Linked DNA regions of Mus musculus: region 2 is linked to region 1. The links are chromatin contacts, called in public promoter capture Hi-C maps. All regions are on one chromosome and are shown on one strand. The core of a region is the stretch at or near the end of the contact, and the rest is flanking DNA. Distances in the headings are between cores, read along the strand shown. Region 1 holds the start of Daw1 (dynein assembly factor with WDR repeat domains 1). Region 2 has its middle 320 kb from the start of Sphkap.

Region 1 (4,495 bases), core at 1,445-3,944:
TCTCTCGGTGCTTCTCTTCGAGTACAAGGACCTCTGTGTCCCCCAACCTGAGACATAACGAGTGGATTCAGAAACATGGAGGTCAGTGGGGAATCCTAAAATGTACAGACTCCAGAGCACGGTAACAGTGAAAAGAGGAAAGGAGCTAAAGACAGAAAGGAGAAGGTCAGAGGACCTGGCGAAGTTCAAAGCAGCCTTGCACTGAAGGGAAGGGACAACAAAGGTGGCAACTGAAAGGTCAGCAGAAGTGTGAGGTAAGTGCTGTTGGCTGACAACTTGATGTATCCAATCGACTCACCCCAAAGAAAATGTCTAATGTGTTGGGAATTGGCTGCTCAGGCTTCAGAGACTACATTCCTAGCCTGAGCTCCACAGCTGAGGGATGGAAGTGAGGTGATCATTTATCAGACTCTCTCCTAGACAAACACCATCACTAGAAGCAACTTTGGAGGGAGAGGGGGTTGGATTTCTCTGGCTTATGCACCCCTATAACCGTCTGTCAGTGCAGAGAGTCCAGGCAGGAGCTCAAGCAGGAGCAGAGACAGGAGTCAGGGCAGAACACTGCTGACCGGCTTGCTTCGCATGGCTTGCTCAGCCTGCTTTTTTATACAGTCCAAGCAACTGCCCAGGGTTAGCACCAGCCATAATGGCCTAGGTCCTCCCATATCAATCATTAATTAAGAAAAAGACCATGGAATTGCTTATAGGCCAATCTGGTGTGGGGGGACAATTATTAATTGAAATGCCCTCTTACCAGATGACTCTAGCTGTGTCCAGTTAAGGGAGGAAAAAAAAAAAAACCTAACCATCACAGTGTCATGATAAATATAACAAAAGCAAAAAAAAAAAAATGCTATACAGGAAGTCAGTAAGAGATGTGGAAAAGGTAGGTTTCTCTGGGTCAGTTACATTGGCTGAAACAAAGTAAAGAGAAGCTAGGCATTGTGAGGTTTAGGGGAAGCTCTGTCCAGAAGGGAGACAGTGCATGACAGGCCTTCTTGTAAGTTTTAGAAAAATAGGTCAGAGACCTAAACTATAGAGATGGCAGAGAGTAAAGTTCTAGAAGTCGACAGAGCAGCCTGGGCCATTTCTTTCAGACTGTAGATCTTATTCTAAGCCTAACAGGAGCATACTAGGCGATTGTTGGAGGTGTTGGGTTCAGATTCTACTGGCAAACGGTAGATGAGACTCAAAGCCAAGAAAGCACTTGAGCAGACCCTGAAGTTTCCCAACAAGAGACGGACTGGGCTGGAGTGTGTCAGCAAACGGAAAGGATGCTGAGTCGAACTGGGAGGGGAAAGAGGGCTGAACCGAGAGATTCACCAAATGTTTTGGAAGTAGAGCTGATATAATTTATTGATAGATGGAAAAGACTGAGCAGAGAGGAGCAGTAAGTGGTGTCAGGGCGAGTAAAGGATTGTCTGTGTAGCTTCTGAAGAAAATAAATACAAAATGCTGAACCTATGACCTGCTGACAGGGGACAAAGCACAAAAGGAACAAAATCAGGATGGCCTCAAAGAAAGAAATAACAGCCTTGACTATTAGACATTTTGGCTAAAAAATGTTGGCTGCTTTGCTGAGGCAAACGAGACACGTGCCCTGAGATTCCTCAAGTTCACACCCTTAAAACTGTCATGCTGAAACCAGGACAAAGTGAATTCACTTACTCTACTCTGAAATCTCTGCAGTTTCTTTACCCAAATGTTTCATTGAGCCGTTGTAGTCAGCCGTTACCCTGAGCCAAGTTTTAAGGGCTTTGTTGTCAATTACATTTATTCATTTATGTTATGTGTATGTGCACACGCACACATGAGAGCCACAGAACATGTGTGCAGAGGTCAGAAAATAACTTTCCTCACTGCGGCCCTCCCCACCCCACCCCTGACCCTTTTATTTTTAATTTGAGTTTCGAGAAGCTGAGAGTTCTCCTCCTATTTTGTCCTCAACAAGTTGTATTTCAGTTATTCTCTCATGGTGAGCAAACCCCACCCCCCTCCCCAACACATAACTTATGACCACCAGAAAAGCATACCCTACTCTAAAACAGCAGCATTTCGTGGGCTTATTCACAATCACCACGTTGGAATCAAGGATTCTGGCCTTCTTTAAAGGCACATGGCGAGGCGCACAAAGCAGGTTACCTTGGACGTTCATATCATAAACTGATTTCCTACTGCAGCAAACTGGAGAGTGTGACAAAGGTGGCGCGCTCAGTGGAGTATGAGTTTTTCTTTTCATGTGTCCTTCGCTTTAACTTGATCATTAAGACTTTAAAATAACAGTAGATTCATCTCTGTTGTTCCAGAAAACACTGTCCCAGGGTGTCACTGTTCACTACCCCTCGGCCCCTCCCTCCTCAGACTCATAATTTACTAGAAAGCATTTAAAAGTTTAAAGACTTTCTCAAAGAGTCACATAAAGGACTTTAAGGAACAGTGGTCGGCAGCGTATGAAAAGGTGGGTGACCCAGACTGGGGAGCTCTAACTACCTGTCCCAATTGGTCACTGAGACCCGGCTACTCAGAGCCCTTCCTCGAGTCCCCGCCCCCTCCTTCGTCCCAGACCATCCCAGAAAGGGAAGCCAGGGCCCACTCGTGGGAACCCCGTACCTGGTGGGTAATAGCGAAGCAAGAGGCTCTTAAGCTTCATTTTCCTACTTTCCTACCCTGAGGGGCTTCGTAGCCATGGAAACTAACAAACAGCAGTAGGACGCTAAGGCGCGTGCGCAAGTTTTTCTGGGCGGGTACAGGGGAGCCCAGCGGCAGCCCAGAGCTGGGTAAACTCAGCTTGCCGCTCAGCCATAGCTTGCTGTAGCAAGCTATCTGAGGAGCAGCCAGTGTGTCCCAGTTTTGACATTGGTCCACCACATAGAAAAGAGTTAATTCTTTAACTGTTTAAATTTTCTCCAAATCGACTGATTATCTTAGCTTCTTTTAGAGTGTGATAAAAAGAGTAGTTGTGGAAAATAAAATGTTCATACAGTTTTCAATAAAGAGCAAATACAATTATGCAATTTTTTTAAATATCCCAGAAATTTATTTGATGTTCGCTTGAATACATTTTATATAGAAAGATTGTGATTGATTGTTTGTGTTTGGAGCCTCTGGTAAATCTCTGAACCATAAGGGTGCCATTCCAGAGACATGAGCAATGGAAACTGTAAGCCCAATATTAGGACTGCTGTTGAAGATTTGTCTCTGGTCAAATCAAGCCACTCCCTTAGAAAAATACTTGAGGTGTTAGAGCCACTATGTGAAAACAGCTGACATGAAGGAGGGCATTTAGATTCTGGCTTGTTGAATACTTAAATACTTGGAAATAAAAATATTCAGCTTTCAAGTTTCCAATACTGGAAAACTTTCAAGTCTAGGGTTTGCAGCCAGGAAGGGCTGCCTCGTACTCTGTAAATTGGACTGTTTTCCAAAATGTCATCTTCAGCTTTGGCTTCCATTTCTTCTGCATCGTCATCTCCATCCACTTCTGCATCTTCTCTTTCAAGCCGTTCCAGCTGCCTTGCACGTTCAGTCTCATCTGTATCTGTGACCACTTTGGGCTCCATCTGAACACTGAACACTTCCCTCTTTTTTTAATTAGATATTTTCTTTATTTACATTTCAAATGCTATTCTGAAAGTTCCTTATACCTTCCCCGCTCCCTGTTCCCCTACCCACCCACTCCCACTTCTTGGCCCTGGCATTCCCCTGTACTGGGGCATATAAAGTTTGCAAGACCAAGGGGCCTCTCTTCTTAATGATGGCCGACTAGGCCAACTTCTGCTACTATGCAGCTAGAGACACGAGCTCTGGGGGTACTAGTTAGTTCATATTGTTGTTCCACCTATAGGGTTGCAGACCCCTTCATCTCCTTGGGTACTTTCTCTAGCTCCTTCTTTGGAAGCCCTGTGTTCTATCCTATAAATGACTGTGAGCATCCACTTCTGTATTTGCCAGGCACTGGCATAGCCTCACTCGAGACAGCTATATCAGGGTCCTTTCTGCAAAATCTTGCTGGCATATGCAATAGTGTCTGGGTTTGGTGGCTGATTATGGGATGGATCCCTGGGTAGGGTAGTCTCTGGATGGTCCATCCTTTCATCTTAGCTCCAAACTTTGTCACTGTAACTCCTTCCATGGGTGTTTTGTTCCCTATTCTAAGGAGGAATGAAGTATCCACACTCTGGTCTTCGCTCTTCTTGAGTTTCTTGTGAACACTCCCCTCTTCTCCTCAATCTTCTCTTTGATGACTGCCATAGCCTGATTGAGGACAGAGAGACTATGTCATCCCCAGTGTCCTTCTTTTCATCACATACCTGGGCAGAACTATTAGATTAATCTTGATGGGCATGGTTTCTGTAGAACAATTCAAACCTGCCCTCAGGGCTTCTTTTACAGCATCATTGCCTTCATAACTATAGCAAGTTACTTCAGTATCTGCTGTCATAGTCCACAAGAGAGGATACAATTCAGAAAGTCCTGCCCACAATGCATTATTTGA
Region 2 (4,601 bases), core at 1,189-3,688, 570 kb before region 1:
AGAGATGGTCCAAATCACAAGGGGCCTTTTCCCCTTGATCACTAATTGAGAAAATACCTTACAGCTGGATCTCATGGAGGCATTTCCTCAAGTGAAGCTCCTTTCCCTGTGATAACTCCAGCTGTGTCAAGTTGACACAAAACTAGCCAGTACAACTACCACAGAAAAACTTAGCACACCCAGACAAGTTACAGCAGAGTCAAATGACACCAGTGTCAGTGAGGTCGTTGAATGGGCCAGTCTGGTACACACACTCTTCTGGAAGTATGTCCAACGCCCTCCCGGGAAATACTTTGGGCTTTTCATTACAAGTTCTCTAAATCCACATACTGTTTTTACCCCCACCAAGCAGTTCATCTTGAATGGTGACTATCATCTGGCACTGCTGGATTTTCATTCTATTAATGGAAAGCAAGAGTCCCTTCCATGCTTGAGGTTCTGCCTGCCTGCTGTGTTTATGGTTCAGTAGCCCTGAAAGCTGATGGACCCTCCAGTACTTATGGTTCTAGTCTGAAAAATGGGAAAATAACTCTTACCTCTTTTCACTTCAGGATGATTATGTATTTGTGTGGACATAAAGAAATTAAGATTTTTCAATTTGTGGTATCTAGGTAAGTATCAATCCTTCTTGCTTCTCTCTCTCTCTCTCTCTCTCTCTCTCTCTCTCTCTCTCTCTCTCCTTCCCTCCCCTCCTCCTTTCCTCTCTCCCTCCTTTGTGTGTATATGTGCAATTGTGTTTGCGTGTATGTAATAGTGTGTCTGTTTTAGTCTTGAGTTTAGACTCTTTGTCATTTTTTGGTCATTATTTAGTGGCACAAATACTTGCATGTCTCATAAACCTGAAAGATTTAAACCATTAAAATAGAATTAAGTCTCTTGCTCTTTGCTGGCCCCAGTTTCCCCTAATGTAAAATGGAACACTTGAGTCATTGAATAAAAAAATGTGTCTTCTAGTTCTAACACTGCATGACTCTGGCAAGAAACAGACATTTCTGTTTGCCTGTCCCATTTCAGTGTGGAACATGTTCCATAGGGGCAGTGTCAGACAGCTGCAAGAGTCACCTGCCTTTAGGATACAGACTCTCAGGCTTAGTCCTAGACCTGCACATGCTGATCTCCCAGGACAAGGTCTGAGAAGCTGGTGTTTCAAACAGCCAAGCAGGGGCTCTCACTAACCAATCTGCGTATTTCAGAAAGGTGGGGAGCATATTGCAGGCGACGTTGTGAGGGCTTCCCGGTGAGCATCCTCATGAGAAATTCGATTTTTCCATGTGGTTAGGAGTTTGTCTAATATCAAGGAGGCTTAAATGTTGCTCTATGACTCATCCCCCTCCTGTAGCATCCTCAGAGTCTCCCTCCTCTAATTAAGGGATGCAAACAAAGCATTTATCATTTTGAGTATAAATGGCAGGCACTAAACCGAAATTTAAATGGTTTCTTAATTTGTATGCTAAGATGGATGTTTCCTGGGAGATCTTGTAATCCTATATATGCAGAATTAAGTGATCAACAGGGAGCTTGGAGGAAAGGACAGACTTTGTTGTTTATTTATCAAAAGGCTTTGGGCAATTGAGCTCCTTAAGCCTCAGTTTTACAGTAAGTGAAAATGAAGACCAGAACCAGTCCCTCACGTCTCAAGGATCATATGAGAAAAGGGCATGGATTGGGTGGGAGCTACTTTGGAAAGCTTCATTTTGCAACCATTTTTCATTTTTAAGAGCATATCAGCTTAATTTTAAGTTCCATTAGAAACTCATGGTTTAATTTATTACATTAAAAATACTTGGCACTATCCCCCCCCCCCCCTTTACCTGCTGCTGGGATTTATTGAAGTGAAGTAGACCTGCTTGTGTTATCCAGATACTAACCAAGGGCAGCAAAATGGCTGTTGGAGTTGCCCCTAATTTTCTGTAGACAATGCCTTGTGGGAATGGAAGGCCCAGGAAGATGTCCAGCACTTACTCTGTCACATAACCTTCCAAGTAGTCTCCTCTGCTAGAGGTGTGTGTGTGTGTGTGTGTGTGTGTGTGTGTGTGTGTGTGTTCACTCTTTGTATTTGATTTTATCAATCCCTCAGGCCCATTCAGTTCCTCCCCATTCCCCTCCCATTTTTGTGCACTCCTTTCATAATCCACTGAGTATCCTAAGCGCTGTGATTATGTGCACAGGTGTAGGGCTATTCTACACTGTGTGCATCCCAACCAGAGGCAATTCTCTGAGGAAAACTGACATTACCTCTCCTTTCCCAGCAGCCTTCGCCTGCCAAAGCTCCTCAGCCAGGGCCGAGGCTTCACGAGCCTCTTCCACATGGATGCTGGCTTTCTGACTGGCTTGATCTTGTGCAGGTTCTGGACAGGGTAGGCCCATTGCACTCCCAGGCTCACAGAGACATCTTTATTCCTATCGAAACACCCAACCTTTCCTCCAGGCTACCTCAGAGGAGCACTATGCTCTTCAAACCCCAGAAAAAGGGCTCCCAAACTCTGGATGCTGACTTCTAATCCCACTCACAGCTTTGTGACCCAAGAGTGTCCTAAAGGCTGCGAAGTTTAGAAAGAACTGAAATACTGCATTTAGGAAGCCACACCCACAAGAGACAGGAAGAAGGTCAGAGCAGAGGGAAAATCATGGCATTTTCCCTGCTGAATGGGAGGAGTAACAAACAGATTAGAAAAGACAGTTTGTTTTGCTCCCCTGAAAAAAAAAATCATACAATATGAGCAAATCTTACAGAACACTTGGTAATAGGGCCCTGTTGTTAATAGTGTACTCTAGTGAGACCCTCAGGCCTGCCGTTGCCCAGAATGAACCCGTGAAGCCACGCAGACTGACTCTCCGGATAAGACAAGGCTCCTCTTTCTGCTACCCTCAGAAACCTTCCAAGGTTGAGCCTGGGGTTGCTTTGTGAATTCTGCCCACATGGCCAGATGGATTGCTGGTCTCCATTCAGTCCTTTCTCTGCTGGCCTAGTAGGTGAGCCTACTGATTTTCTTTGTTTTCCTCCCCTCTAGTGGTCAACTTGGGAATTACATGACAAGTCTTCCAAAGACAAACTGTTACCACAGATTTCAAAAGGACAAACTGTTAGCACAGATTTCAAAAGGCTTAGTGCTATGTTTATATATATATATATATATATATATATATATATATATATATATATATATTCTCGTTTAACAATGTCACTAATCTCAAGTGGCTGTTTTGGGAGGCAGATGTGTTAGAATTTTAGAGAGAGAAATGAAATCCTGCAAGACACAGTGGACATTTGCCCTGTACTGATTTTGTCAATGGGTTCTTTTGCACTTCAGACAGACTTAACTGAGGTGGGCTAAATTTTTTCCTCCTAAATTAGCTCTTGATACTGTTTGTTCACACATCTCCCCCCCCCTGCCTTTGTACTTCAGAATTTACCTATTTAAAGCTGCATCTTAACTTCACAATTTGCTTATTTTCAAATTTGCTGGGACGCATGTTTGACCACCCCTGTCCAGAAATAAATCGGCATTGATGATAATAATTCATGTCTGAGGTCAGCTTGGGGATCGTTCATGCATCTGCATGTGACCCATGTACTGAGAAGCCAATCAGTCAGACATGCGGCGGGGGGCGGGGGGGGGGATACAGTTCTGTGTGGGGTTTTCTTTTTCATCCTCTCAGGTGTAATTCATATGATTTTACTGACGTTTTCACCAAAATAAAACAATAATTCTATTTAACCACACTTTAATAAAAGCACAAATAGTGAGTGATTGGCGTCCTGAGACTTTTAAAGATTTATTTGTGAAAATTTAAACAGTTTGGTATGGTGGCATGAACCTGTCCTCTTAGGTGGATGAAGCAGGAGGACAGCTGGCTCAGAAGTTCCAGGCCAGACTAAGCAACAAAGAGAGACCCTGTCTCTTAAAACAATGGTGAGTGGTGGGAGACTTTCTATTCTGTCAACCGATCCTGAAAGCCTATTGCTACTGGACCAGCATTGCAAGTACATTGTGTGAATATCCTTTAATCAGCCTGAGTCTACAGAGACTGTTTGAGATTTGTTTTCTCCTGCTCCATTTTCATTCATTATTTGTCACATATATGAAAAACAGTTAGTGTTCATTTGAATAACAGTAGCTGTGGGGAACCCCAAAGCATAGTATAAATCACTTACTATTAAAAATTTTTTTATCTAGAAATTGAGTATTCATTCATCTGTTAACTAATATCAATGTGTACATACATATTTTTATGATGTTAATATTAATACTAATATATATATTAACATAGGGTATGCAACCTAATGATACATAACCTGGAGTTATTCTTAACTTATGTTTTTTATATTGTTTCAGCAGAGGATCAAACGAGGTGACTACTTGTAGATCATTCAATGTGTTAACAAACTGCCCTGAAAAAGTTTTGGATCCATGTGATGTAATCGTTTTAAAACCTCTTCAACCTAATTTACACAAGTCGTAACATTTTCATGGGCTGTTGTTTGATTGACAGCATGGTTTACCATTTTAAACCACTGGGTATTTTTATTGTTTCTTATCTGTAGTTACAATTTACTTTTCTTGACAACTCTTGCTGCCCAGATATTTTTCATTATTATT

What was found. Promoter capture Hi-C pulls out the DNA fragments that hold promoters and counts their contacts.
Region 2: a contact with region 1 is called in a promoter capture Hi-C map of cranial neural crest. The contact joins the enhancer-like site here to the promoter of Daw1 in region 1. A contact is called at or near these places in 14 of 39 promoter capture datasets (the 3T3-L1 cell line, 3T3-L1-derived adipocytes, the HPC-7 cell line and 11 more).

The regions. Positions count from the first base shown.
Region 1 is chr1:83,157,954-83,162,448 of GRCm38.p6, reverse strand. It overlaps Daw1 (dynein assembly factor with WDR repeat domains 1), which reads right to left and starts at 2,694. Exons shown (of 13, transcript NM_001372244.1): 1 at 2,611-2,694. The coding sequence starts at 2,650.
Region 2 is chr1:83,725,723-83,730,323 of GRCm38.p6, reverse strand. No RefSeq gene overlaps it. Among named protein-coding and RNA genes, the nearest start is that of Sphkap, 320 kb to the right of the region's middle. Within about 2 kb of position 2,438, at least 1 of the 459 cell types and tissues checked has an H3K27ac peak or open chromatin away from gene starts, as enhancers often do.